Regions from separate parts of the Danio rerio genome. Here all the other regions are linked to region 3. The links are chromatin contacts, called in public Hi-C and HiChIP or PLAC-seq maps. All regions are on one chromosome and are shown on one strand. Each heading gives the region's core, a stretch centred on a gene start, on an enhancer-like site or on the middle of the called end of the contact. The rest is flanking DNA. Distances are from core to core; before and after follow the strand shown. Region 1 has its middle 55 kb from the start of kdm6bb. Region 2 holds the start of kdm6bb (lysine (K)-specific demethylase 6B, b). Region 3 holds the start of efnb3a (ephrin-B3a).

Region 1 (4,458 bases), core at 1,497-3,996, 130 kb after region 3:
TTCTATTATAGTTTCTTATTGGATAAGTAATATTATGAATATATTATGATAATGCTATAAAATATAACTTAATATTAAAACTTTTCTAAAGCACTTATGAGTAATGTGCCATATAACCTCCAAACAATGTGATTGTGTTTTTGCAACGCAGGAAAAAATGACAATACTGCAGTGTCCTTCCTTAGAGCAGTGAGTGCGGTACACATTTGTTTCTCTAGTCACCTTCATAAAAACACAGAAACAACATCACAACAGACTCATCTCAAGAAAAAAACACACATAATCAGCGATGAAAGCCAGCCTTGGCTGGAAAGCGTCATCAGATTACAGCAGTGGACTCCTGTCAGTCTGTAAACAGCAATCAAATCAAAGTATCGGAATGGAAAAACAAATGTTTCAGATCTCCCATACTTCTGTCCCTCATTAAGAAATTCCTCTGGAGTTTGCAATGTTCCGTTTTCTTTGCTAATGCCCACATATCCGGTTGGCTCAAAGCTGACTGAATGCTAGCGAGGGTTTGATGAGAAGCTACAGGGGCCAAAGCTTCTTTTCCCCTCCAGGTCAGAGGGGATTTAAATAACGATTAAAGTAAATAACTGGGATAGCTTTCTCCATACTTCAGAAATTTATATGCGGATGAAAGGGCAGCTAATCCCCTTGTGGCCACTTCACCTGACCGGACAGCAGTCCATCCTTGAAAACTGTCACCCATTGCTGGAGAAGCTTCAAGTTGTTTTATAGGTCAGAAATGAACTTTTGATACCATTTTTTAAGTTTGGCATGTAGATAGATGAATCCTGTAAACATTTGAAAGAATTGATCAGGTTGTATTTTATGCCCCCCAAAAATTAAGCCTGTTTTAGGAACTAACAATTAGGGCTGGGTGATATTGCAAAAAATATATCATGATATCATGTTTCATCATGATATCATTTTTTTTACAAATGCATTTCGGAATGTTGGGTTTTTTTATTTAACCACTTTATTTTCATTTACCAACATTACTAAGACAAAAGTTTTAATAGTCAAAAACAAAAATATTTAAACAAAATATTTCATCTCTTGATAATAAAAAACAAAAGGGTAAAAAGACTCTTAAACTTAATAAATGTTGCAAAGTTTGTGCAACTAAGGTAGATCAACATAAGGTATCAATAATAATGATACAGTAAACCTCAAACTCAAACTATAAACAAAACCAGTTATGATAATCAAATCTAAGCTTTCAGATAAATAAACCAGCCATCATTATTCACATACATAGTTTGCAGAACATTAAAAATTAAAGTTGAATGACCATATTACCCCCTATGCTAAAAATATTTTAGATGGGTTGCTGCTAGTGGCTGGGATGCACAAGAAAAGAAACCAAAAAGCCATTCTGGCGACATCCTTACATCCATTTTTTTTTATTATTTTTTTTATACAATCTCCTCACTGCTGCTAGCCACTGCACTCATTTTCACGTGTTGTTATTCTGACCTAAAGTGGCAAGAGTATGGTTTGCTTGACCATTACAATGGGCTTGGCGCTCGCACTACCCTGGCGCCTCTCATAACTAAGCGACCATCAATCGTTTTCTCAGAGGATGACAAGTTTATGGAGAAAAGTAAAAAGCACCGCAGTGTTTGGATGCGCTGTATTTGTCTGAGGACATTAGTCTACCTTTATACTTGAAATGTGTTTATTTCATACAAAGAGTAAAGCAGATTTGTTAGTTCTGCTTACATGAATCGTGGTGCACTTGCCGCATTCGGAAAAGTTGAGGTGTTTTCAACTAGGTGTCCCTGGAAAATATGTCACATGTGCGCCGTTTGTATGTTGCTCCCATGCACGTTGCATGCCGTTGCTTTTATTTAGGCTCAGTATTCAATAATAGTCAATAATTCAGGGGGTTTAATAATTCTGACTTCAACTAAATATATGCACATTTTAATTTGTATTTAATATAATCTGTAAATCCTATGTACATCTTACATATTCTGTATATATAAATATGTTTTAATATAAATGTTGAATGTGTAAAAATTAAGAAAAATATAAACTTTACATATTATATGCTTTTATCTACTCATTTTATATAAATTTTAACCAGTAGCTTGAGTAAATTCTTGATTTTTTTCTATCTTCAGAAATAGTGGCAATTTAAGGGAAAAATCACCACAAAGTGCAAAGCATTTTCTTTCTTTTAACTATAATTAACTATTTAGAAAACAAAATGCATTGATTATTTCTTGTAATGTTGGTCCAAAATCAAATCCAGTTCTTCACTGAGACAAAAAAAATCAATTTGGCCAACTAAAACTTGGCATGTGTCCTCAGGCAGTGTTGATATTGAAATACACTTCAAAACGCTCATAGACAAACAAGCTGCTCTCATATCTGCCAACCAGTGTGGCGCTTTATTGTTTTGCTTGAATTACTTCCTCTTTGAGAGCTCTCATATGAGCATTTTGATTATTTTGGAGAGTGACCGTGCATTGGCCCCCTGGTTATTTTCGTCTTCCTGAAGCGGCCGTACAGTTACTGCACCGAGGTGCTTGTGACTTCATGAAAAGCGAAGGTCATAAAGTCAAGCAGGGACTCAGCACTCACTGACAGTTTTCACCACATGACTGTGACCTTCCTCCACCCAGGGCTGATTTGTGGTCAACCGGAGCGCTTTTAAAGCCCGTCTTTATGTGTCCGTCCAGAGACTGGGGTGTGTGTTGAAGGTCAGTTGGAGTTCAAGCATCCAGAGCGATCTGCTTTTCACAAGCATCTGCTGCTGTTCTTGGCAGCGATACTGAAGCCACTTCTGTCTTCGCTCCTGATCAGCCGTTGTGCGCCTGATATCTGCTTTTTCATTTCCTCCCTCTCTCTCTTCCTCACTCCTCAAGTGTAGACACGTTCATCTGTCAGCCGTCGTCGTCTCTTGACACCCAGCTTCATCATTATTAATCTTTTGTATCTCTAAAGCAAACAGTGAGGAATCTGCAAACACGTGTCTGCGGTCTTTTCTTGGATTATTAATTGGCAATATGTAAACACGTCACGGTGTGTTTGAGCATTGCGTCTCCTTTGACTGGCTGAGGTTTATCCTGCAGTTGTGGGTAAATTCATTTGCATGATGATTGAAGTCTCTCATCTGTGATGATGATACCCGGAACACTCTCTTTTTTTTTTTTTTTATTTCCATGCTAGTTCGTGCCAGGAGTCATTTAGAGAACAGATTACTAGCAGACAAGCACATATGTTCACATCTGTTTTAAAAGAAATACAGGATGCGCGATATAAGCTAATTGGGGTTTTCTGTGTGCATGTATTACCATGATAACAGTTTTCACATCTGATTTGGGTGAGGAAACTAGTTGTTGTATAATGTCATACAGAATTTTCAGATCTTTATTTGTGTAAGCTGTATACGTATGCCTTAAAGGGCACCTATTTTACCCCTTTTTCAAAATTTAAGATTCGTCTTTTGTCTCTAGAATGTGCCTAAAGTTTTAGCTCAAAACACCCTTCAGATTATTTTTTATAGCTTCGTGTATATTGGAAATTTGAGCTGTTTTGACTTTGTAGCTGTTTGTGTTGACTTTTTAGAGCTGGGCGGTATATCGAGTTCTGGGGATATATCGATATCATTCCCCAACGCGATGCGGTATTATCCAATATCATTCATATCGAAATGGTTTGAGGCCATGCGTGCGGATTCTGTGCAAAACGGACTACTCCAAGATAGCACGCAAGCTCAGCTTGCACAAACGTGCGTATGCGCAAATGAGTCAAAAAGATTTGTTCAAAATGAACGAACTGTTTCCAGAACGACCCATCACTACACGCTATGTTAGAACACCGGCACTGCATGTTCCTCCGAGTTGTATCTAAATCTGACTCCCCGGACAAACCTGACTACCCCTTGCGTGCACGCACGTCACACAGTGTCTGCAGCTGTCACAGTGGTTTATCAGAAACCCTTTATTAATCATTTCTTCCACAACTGACTGCAAGAACAAAAGTATAAGCCTTGTCAAATTGACAATCAGCACTTGATTGTACCTACACAGTTTTTTTATACCCAATAATAATATAAAAATGCTACATGAAAATTAAGTTAATTTTTTATGCCAAACTCACTTTAAATACTCAGCAGCAAGTTTTTAATATTGTATTGTTTGTCATTTTTAAAGCTTTACTTTTTCATTATTAAATCATCTTTGCATCAAATTGTAAAAAACAAATCAAAAAATAATGCTCACTTATGCAAGGTGTTTGTAATTCAGCGTCTATTGGTGGGACAGTCAATTTGACTTTATTCTTTCTTCGTCTCACTCAATTTTCTTCCCTTATTTAAAGTTGTATAAACATTATCATGGAGTTATTCTTTTATTGTTTAAGCAAATAGGAATGCAAAAAAATAAATAAATAAATTGAGCTACTTTCTCATTTACTCTCTAAGTTTACCCAACTATGATGACT
Region 2 (4,572 bases), core at 1,566-4,065, 190 kb after region 3:
TATGCCAGTTTGACTGAATGATCTGTTTGTGCTACGGCAGACAAGAAAAAGTCATCTGCAGTGAAAATAATATGACGCTTGTTTTGTTTTTGTTTTTAATTGTAAGACATTTGTATAACAACAATTTCTATGACAAAACCTCTTTTCCAGTCTGCTGGATGTGTTTTGGTCCTGCTGATTATGTTCTTTTATTTTATTTTCAAAGCAGTTATTGTCTTCTTTTCGTCTTTTATCTCCAAATCACTCGCATTTCTCCTACTGTGCTTTAAACATAATTGTCTTTCAACATAAGCAATGTTTACTGGAATATTTTAAATGCTGCATAGTATCTGTCAAAATAAGGGAAACAATAGAATGTTCATTCCTGTTTTGTGGTTTATGATGTGAAAGTTTGTATTAAAATGATAAGTATAGCCTTACATACAGTAGTACTACACAGTAATATCAAATCCATAACATTGCTGCTGACTTATGTGATTATTATTATTTGTGGTCTGCAGGGTTGGATCGATGATCGATGATGCTATCATTTTAAAATGGCATTTTTGAACGAAAACAATCCACGTCCAGTCGTCCACACTGGCGTTTCACCTAGCATTTCTGAACAGCACCTTGGTTCACACTAGAGCAGTGCACGTCGAACAGTTTATCAAGGATGTACCGCTGGTCTCACTTTAGTTGATAAACATGATATCGAATTAATCGTGTCTCTATCTAACCACTCTTTAGTCTTTTGAATCTATCAGGTAACGTCACAGCGTCAGTACACTGCTTCAATCTTTAGCTTTCACGCTTGTACTTAGTAATTTTAGCGAAAACCTCAGATACTGTTGGTTGGCTCCTGTTGGTTGTGCACCTTTTTTACCAACCAAGTTTGTCGTTGCCATTATAACGACTCAGATCACTCTGCCTATTCATGCCAGAGTCCCATGGAAAAAGTGATTAACAGATGGTAATTTGTGTGTAACTTATCTTTATTTATTTATGATTTGGTAATGGCTAAAACAAAGACCATGCGGGTCAGGTAGATAAAACAATAGGCTACAAATAATTGGTTATTAATTAATTAATTATTCATAAATAATTAATTTACCGCCACCTATGACGACGATGCCATCGTCCATCGCGACGTTTCACATTTGACATTGTACGATGCCAAAGTGGTCAACATCGCCCAACCCTAGTGGTCTGCTTTTACAGTAATTTTCAATAAGCTACTTTTAACTTTTGATTTTCTTTTGATGCTCAGTGGTAAAAGGGTAAGAAGAAGGAAACCACCTTTTTATACCTTATTATTGATTTATCACTGGCAGCAGTACAGTTCACTTTGTTACTCCTGATTATTTGCTCTAAGAATTGTCGTGGCATATAAAATAAGTAAACACAGCATAGAGCAGAGGTGCCCAAACTAGGGCCCATCTTGATTGTTTTACATTGCTTATGGAAGAAATGTAATATGGCATGGCAAACAAACAAAACATACATATATATATATATATATATATATATATATATATATATATATATATATATATATATATATATATATAATCTGGAACCCAATTGTGTTTTATTTTGTGTTTGGAGCTGCTTTGCCGTATGGTGAATGCAGTAAGTGACTTAAACCATCAATAACGTTACCTGATTAGCACAAAATTCAGAACATACAAAAACAGAAGAAAAAAAAATTTATATTACCTATGAAATGTTCTGCCTTTGTGGTTTGTTTTCTATGTTTGCTCGTTACTACACCTGTAGACAGCGTCTTCACGTAATAACACTATCTTGACTAGTGCAGTTGAATGACATTTGTCCTGGGAGCACTGTACCAATGTGGCGGCGCTATTGACGCATGCTCAGGGTCCCTATGCGATGTCTAGTTTATATATCTATGAAATGGTGTAAATTATTCAGATTTTGTTTCAAATGTGCATACTGTCAAGTGATGGATAGAGGATTTGGTGAGCAAATCAAGACAAAGGCAGATTCTGCTTGACTGGTGTATTCAGCGTTGAACTCTACTGTGTTGTAGATGTGATTATGTTTTTATTGCAATAGTTATATTGCCAACTTTAATTTAATGTAGTTTGGTATATTTATCATCATACCATGGATATCAATGATATTTGATTTTTGGCCCTTCATACGAAAAAAGTTTGGTCACCCCTGGTATAGAGAAATCGTGAAAACCCATATTGTAAACAGAACTGTGTATCATCGATGTGGTGAGCTTAGCAACCATCCTAGCAACCATCCTATGTACCGAAACAACATCCTGCCATTGTTATGTGTTAGTGTAATGAAGTTACGCTCTGAATTGTTAAAAAGTTGAACAGACTTTTAGTTCATTAAAAAAAATAAATCTGCAACTGTAGCGACCACATCCACCAATTCATGGAGAGATACTTTCATCAAAATACTTTCACAGACCATAATCATCCCATGACGGATTCCCCAATTTCATATTTCTTCAATCAAAACAGATCTAATTGAGCAGAAAGCTATTTTGGAAGCTTTGAAACGAACCCGATTCGTTCAGAAAATGGAGTCTTTTGCCACCCTACAGTGAGGTTTAAAAATAGCACATAGTGTGTTGGCCTTGTTCCAAAACACACACATACACGGCAGACACACTCTCTCACTCCCACTTTTTTTCTCTGCACAATTCCCACCTCCAGGGCTCATATTCGCTAGTATCCTTTGACTGACACGGGCTGCTTTCTGCTGATTGGACGAGCTGAGGTGATTGACAGCTCAGCAGAGTGCAGAAGCATTAAACGGTGGCCCCGCCCACAGGCTGTGCACGTGGTTGAGTCTGCTGTGAACATATGAGAATCAGTGAGAGGAGAGGAAAAGAGAGGAGAAAGAGGGAGGAGAGAAGTGGGGAACAGAGGCGACAGGATTGACTCGGGAGGGAGAGGAAAGGAATTGCTTTGAGGGGAAAAGAAGGAAAAATAGGAGCAAGAGGGGAAGAGAAGAGGTGAAAGTAGAGGAGAGGAGGTAAGATTTGAAGAGAAAAGGCCATTATTTTGAACATCTCATGATACTTATTGATGTATTTGCATGTTTTTTGTGTGCAAATGAAAGTGTGCATGTGTTTTCATACTGCTTATGTGTATCACATGCACATCGATCGACACTAAAGCAGACATTCATTATTCTGACAGCAGTTTGTGTGCTTTATCTCTCTGTGTGTGTGTGTGTGTGTGTGTGTGTGTTGTAGCATTACAGATGCATTGCCTCACATCATCACCGGCATCTGTAGTTACTGGTATCACTTACACCGGCTCTGGTTCCGTGCGATTAAATAAATGCCATCATGAGATTACAATCCCTTAGGAGTACTAGTTTTCATTTTATATGATAACTGTCACATAAGCATTGCTGCTTTTGAAAAAAAGGAAAAAAAAAAACAGCGACATCATCAGTCATGAATGTCAACTCATAAACATATTATGGCTGTGACTATTGCTAAGCTTACATAAACACAATTCGGTGTGTATACTGTAAATGTTTTCAGGAGCAAAAAAATCTTTGGAAGGCTATTGTTTGCACAGGCCTGCAGGGGGATTAATGCACACGTGCCGTGGTTATCTCCACATACTGACCTACATTCACCGGAGCTTTACCACAGGCAGACAACCGTGAGCTGCTAAAATATCCTTCTAAAAATAGAGGCTGAACCCGAGTCATTTGGTGGAGCTGCAATGAATGAAACCGTGATGTCAGTTAAATGAGATCTGGTAACCTTGTAGACTGAAATGAACCTTCACGAGTTGAAACCCAGAGCAGAGTTGAAATGCAGAAACAGGAAGTCTGTAATTGCAAACTTAATCATTTGTGAAGACAGCTTAGATACTGTTGTCGGTTGTGTTTTTGGAGAACAAGTTTGTCTGTGCTGAGCAGGTTTGTGTTTGCTGACATGGTTACGAAGCATCTGCTAAGATCTTGTGAAGCATTGGTTACTACAACAAGTCTTGAAGTGCATAGTCTAACGCTAAATATAAGCAAAAACACCCTAAATATGTAATTACAGCACTCGAGAAGCATAAACAGAAACCACCCTGTTTTCAGTTTTTCAAGCGTACTGTGCACCTTTTACAGCGCTGCAGTAAATTGAAACATTATGCTTGGTTCTGGTTTGGACCACGGTGGTCCAGCTGTGTGTCGCAGTGGTGTTGGTTATTATGGTTTGGGAGTGAAGGAAGCTTGGTTTTGGAAACATCCTAAAGTTTTGCCAATCCAAGCACTTCTCAACCTCATATGGGAATCTGCGGCTCGGGGAAAACTGTCATTACTGGACCACCAGCGTTTTGGAGATCTTCAGCTGGTTGTGTACAGTAGTTCTTCCGTGTGTCATTTCTGCTCATGGACAACTGACAAAAAAAAAAAGGAGGTACTTGTTGAGGCATGACTGATTTACTGTCAAGCTTCCAAGAATTTTCAACAACAATCTGGCCTCAGCACAATGAACACAGAAACGTCTCATCAATTGGGCTCAGCAATTAAAACTTGAAACTCGTCTGATGTAAGAATTCTGATTTCAACCAGTCTGATCTCGGACTTCAGATG
Region 3 (4,906 bases), core at 906-3,405:
AAAAAAAAAATCAAAGGGAGGCTACATTCGTATTTATGGCTGAAAAAATGTTGCAACATAAGATTTTGTTAGGGGTAACATATCAAAGATCAAAAGGCTCCAGTTATATATATATATATATATATATATATATATATATATATATATATATATATATATATATATATATATATATATATATATATATACACACAATACAATTAAAACATTTCTCAGCCATTTATCCCAGTATGTAGAATTTTAATAGGCTTGTTGTCTCAAGGAAAGTGTCAGTACTTCCATATCATATCTCTTTTACAATATCATGCCATTCACCAACAGATTGAGGATCTTGTTTGAGCTATTTCTTTGTAATGGCCTTTTTGCTAGTTGTTAGTGTATTAAGAAGATCTAAAGCGTAAATTCCCGGGTATAGTTGTAAAATTACATTCCAGATTCAATCCCAAATCTTGCCAATAGGTGTGTATAAACAATCCCAAATTATGTGGAAATGATAAGCCAATACATTTCCACATTTTCACCAGCATTCCCTCTTTTTTTCATCCCTAGTTAAAAGTATTTTATTTTAGGTGTGATAAAGAATCTGATGCATATTTCCAAATAATTTGCCTTCATGAATCTGAATAATTGTGTTCATCTGTGCTTCTCAAATAGTTAACCACTAATCTTTTGTTATAACTACTGGCTTCCTTTTCCCATTTCTGTTTTATACATATAGTTGAGTGTTTCTTTGTTAATGTCAGACAGGAATAAATTCTTGATACTACTTTCTTATTAACCTTTCTGTAAGTATATAAATACCTGCACTACTGTTGTTTTTTATTTTTTTCTGAATCTATTCTGTTTTTACTAAAGTAGTCTCTAACTTAAAGGTAGTTGAAAAGTTATATGTATTCAAAAGTTGTTGAAAACTTTCTAATTCATTATCAGTAGTGATGAGACAGAAGGATGTTGTACCTTGCAAACTCCACTGTTTAAATCTTAAATCTAGTTTTACTGGCTTAAATTGAATATCATCTTCAACCCATCTTAATATTTTTGCTGCTTTTTTCTCTTTTAGGATTAACCATTAAGATTTTATTGTTGTTGTTTTTTAACCAGGGGTTCCTCTTAAGATATATTTTTAACACGCAGTTTATTTACAAAACAAATCTACAGGGAAAGGAATATCTAGAGAAAGAGAATCTTTCGAGTTTCATTGCTTGGGACCCATACCTGGAATTGCTTAGGACCCCCAAATCACCGCCTCTGTTGTTCATTATTTGGGAGTTTTGACATGCTTTGCAGCTGTTCTCCACTATGAGGCAGTACGTTCACATTTCTTCAGATCCTAAGAGAGAAGCTTGAGTGACATGGCAAAAGATTCAATAATCTAGATTATTATAGGTCTCAATGTTTGATATTTAACATTGTAAGATGGACTCTAGTGTTCTTTTTAATTTTGTGTTCTTTAGGATCAAACTGTAGGCGTATTCAATGATTTTACAGGTAGATTCCCTTAACAAACCAGTTTTGCCCTTTTGTGCTATCTTTAGAGGCAATTTTTAGAGGCATAAGGTTTAACTAAACAAACCCTATCCTGATACGCCTCGAGCAACTAGACTAAAGTTGAGGCGGGTTCCTTGTTTCATTCAAATACTTCAAACCCTTCCGACCCCGCAGCCAATATGTTTGATTCGTTGCCCGATAAGCTGTAGTGACATTTAAATTTGAGAGTACTAAACAAAATCCTCATGAGAGAAGCTTTTCTCAAAACATCCAAACTCTCCTTTCTGGCAGTCTATCAAACGCGGTCACCACCAGCAGTTGTTGCCATGTCCGCTTATTATAAGCAATTAAAAAAAGCAACACATTTCACTCAATGAAAAAAAACAACAACAAATATTACTATTATATCACAATTAGTAATGTTATGTGTTTGTAGCGTCTTTTTAAATATGTACTTTATTAAATACGTGTTTTAATCTGTTAAATTAAACTGTTTACTGTATTTACAGTTAAACATGATAATGGTATAATCGCCAAACATTTTAAAATCAACGCAATTGCCGTCAATTACTATTTCGTTTAAGCTTGTATTTTCAAACCTGGTTGCTTGTTTCTCTGGGGATCTGGCAACAATGCCGCCGGCGCGCGAGTCAAAGCTCGAGACTTTGCAGAGCAGCAGAGAATCGGACGGAGCGAACGGCACGCGTTGTTTCTGTTGACCACAGGACTACCTCGTTTCTTGTTTCCTACCTTTCGGCGTCTATTATAATCGACTCTTATCGATTATTGTCACATTGTTTCTTTTAATGCCCCAAACCGGTTGTGTTTCTTGTTTTTCCAGTCGAACTCTAATTCATTGAGTAAGTCTTGGTGGACATCCTCACCGTTGTTGCAGGACTGGACCTCACATTTACGTGAATGTTTTGGATGAATAAAACGTTACGTGAATGTTTTGGATGAACGAAAAGTTTGATTTTGGACCTCAGAAAACGTTTCCTGCACTAACGCTGACGGACGACACTTTTGTGTGCTGAATGACTGAGTTATTTGTTCAGGGTGGATGTTCAGTGTCTCATCGGGAGTCAAAATACAACTTGGGGTCCTTGATAGAAATGCTAATGCTGCGGTTGATGGAGAAACATTTCTAAAAATCACCCGCAGTGGACCTGGCGCCCCGCATCAGTCTGCGTGCACTTCAAAACCTTCAACTTCACCACATCCACAATCATAACATTGTTTGAAATTCACCTCGAATCAGATTCATACATTGAGCATATGGCAGTGCCTTCTCAAATCTGACAATACTTGCGACTTTCATTTGAGGTCATTGCTTGCTTTGAATGGAACAAAGGAGGTTGATGTTTCTGAATCTGATTTCTTCCACAAACATTCAGAGATTTGAGCTCCGGGTGTTTCAGATGTGGATGTTGCGGTCACAGCACCTCCTCAAGCGCTGAGGGATCTGGTGAAGTTCAGCCCTCTACTAGTCTTTTGTCTCTATTAGGTCCCATTCATTTGTCTTATAAGAGGAACATGGGAATCCAGACGAGGGGAGCCTGGGTGGCCATGGCGTTCTCGGACTGGGTCAGTGCTTTGGGATTTCTATTAATCTTCCTGATGGAGAGTTTAGCAGTGGATGCGACCAACATGGAGCCAGTCTACTGGAACACTTTAAATAGAAGGTATGTGGTCAATTGAGAACTCAGATGCAAGTTTACAGTAAGTTAAATCTTATAAAGACTAATTGAGAATAAAATTTTCACCAATTGGGTAGGACTTAATTATTTGTATTTGTTGTTTAAATATGAAAACAAGAATGTATTACATGTCAGATCTTATGTTTCCAGGTGGTAAACTTGTCAGATTTTATGTTTCCAGGTGGTAAACTAGAGCAAACTGAATTTTATACCCAAGAAAAAGTAGTAACTTTTTTTTTTGACTTAGAAATGAAGATTCTGAAATTTTTTGCAGTTATGCCATATAGGAACTATTTTGGGTCTAACCGAGAACTTTTCAATAGAGAGATGTTAAAATATCCCCTTTTTTCTTTTTTATGAAGTGAATTTTAGAATTATATAAAACCTTTTACACTAAAGAACCTTTTATGGAACGAAAAAAAAGTTTTATGAATGCAAAAAGTTCTTCGGAGCATCCATAATGAACTCCTTTTACAAGAATAAACTTAACAAAAACATCAAGGATATTTTTAAGGTCAGTAGAATTTTTTGTAGGGCTCCAGAAATTATTTTTTTAGCTAAGGTTTTTTTTTTTTTTTTTGTTTCTTTTTGGAGTGTAAGATTTCTCGATCAACAATCTATCATTTAAAAAAAATAAAGGAAAAATTCATGAAAATAGGTCAAAAAGTGTGGGAACCTTACATGCAAACTTAAACCAAGTTGGGACAGGGGTGACTTTGGCCTGGGCTGCAGTCTAGTTAACGGTTTGGACAGACACTCTCAACTGAGAGAGGCAAGGGGGGCATTTTCCGGCTGGCTGCCTCCCGATTATGGGTCGCGTGCATGCCCTCCCTAGATAAGGCATTCATGCTTTACCCGCAGTGACACAATCTGCAAACCCACACAAAGGTCCTCTGAATTTCGCCTGTGCTGAGGATGCTGTCTGGACAGCAGGAAAGGAGAAGCCACTTTAAGAAGAATGTAGACCTTGAGTGAGGCACAGATTCAGGAGTTCCCTTTACCCTGAGAAGGAAAAGAGAATTTAAGTAAAAGAAAAAGTTCTAGTTAAGCATTTATGTTGAAATAAATGTGTATCAGGATATGGAGATTTATTTATTAAACTTCATTCTAATAGATGTTAGAGAAGTATAAGAGATGACAAATAGACCTGAGACAGAAAGATAAACATGGTTGGCTAAAAGAGAAATAATTATAATAATTTTAAACTGAGGTTAAGCAAAATGGTTGCTTGAAATTGAAGGGTTTGGGTAGATAATGTCATATATAAGAAGAGATAGAGAAAGTCACTCATCCATATGAAATAAATGTTCCTCTGATATCTGAAAAGGTCAACGTGTTTACTCACACCCCACCAACCACATCTCTCTCAGGTCACCTCACTCTTTTCTTCCACTCCTCCTCTTCTTCTCTCCCTCTCACACAGACTGACACATGCAAGATTCAACTGAACATTGTAACACAACATCTGATTTGTTCTTTGACTATCACACAGCAACATTCATTTTGAAATATGAATATTTCATAATGGAAAAACATTGTGTAGAATTTTTTATTTCTGTCAGGAATTGATTAATTATGATATATAAGAATGTAAAAGAAAACTGATCGATCAGAGTTTGCTACTTGGTGTTTCGTTTTAGTTTTTAGTTTTCAACCTTTTTTTCTGTCAAAGTTAAAATATTAAGTTCAAATATTACTAAATATTATTGCCAAAATCTGAA

What was found. Hi-C and Micro-C count contacts between places; a contact is called where the count stands out from the background. HiChIP or PLAC-seq counts read pairs in DNA pulled down with a chosen protein or histone mark.
Region 1: a Hi-C map of an unstated tissue shows a contact between it and region 3, with 3 times the contacts expected there. The contact joins the enhancer-like site here to the promoter of efnb3a in region 3. A contact is called at or near these places in 1 of 18 Hi-C or Micro-C datasets (an unstated tissue) and 2 of 4 datasets of contacts at active chromatin or transcription factors (gastrula embryo and pancreas).
Region 2: a contact with region 3 is called in an H3K4me3 HiChIP or PLAC-seq map of embryo, with 4 times the contacts expected there. The contact joins the promoter of kdm6bb here to the promoter of efnb3a in region 3. A contact is called at or near these places in 2 of 4 datasets of contacts at active chromatin or transcription factors (caudal fin and embryo).

The regions. Positions count from the first base shown.
Region 1 is chr10:27,563,730-27,568,187 of GRCz12tu, forward strand. It overlaps a transcript of kdm6bb not described here. Among named protein-coding and RNA genes, the nearest start is that of kdm6bb, 55 kb to the right of the region's middle. Within about 2 kb of position 2,747, at least 7 of the 62 cell types and tissues checked have an H3K27ac peak or open chromatin away from gene starts, as enhancers often do.
Region 2 is chr10:27,618,234-27,622,805 of GRCz12tu, forward strand. It overlaps kdm6bb (lysine (K)-specific demethylase 6B, b), which reads left to right and starts at 2,816. Exons shown (of 21, transcript NM_001030178.2): 1 at 2,816-3,000.
Region 3 is chr10:27,430,180-27,435,085 of GRCz12tu, forward strand. efnb3a (ephrin-B3a) reads left to right here and starts at 2,156. Exons shown (of 5, transcript XM_687578.8): 1 at 2,156-3,170. The coding sequence starts at 3,022.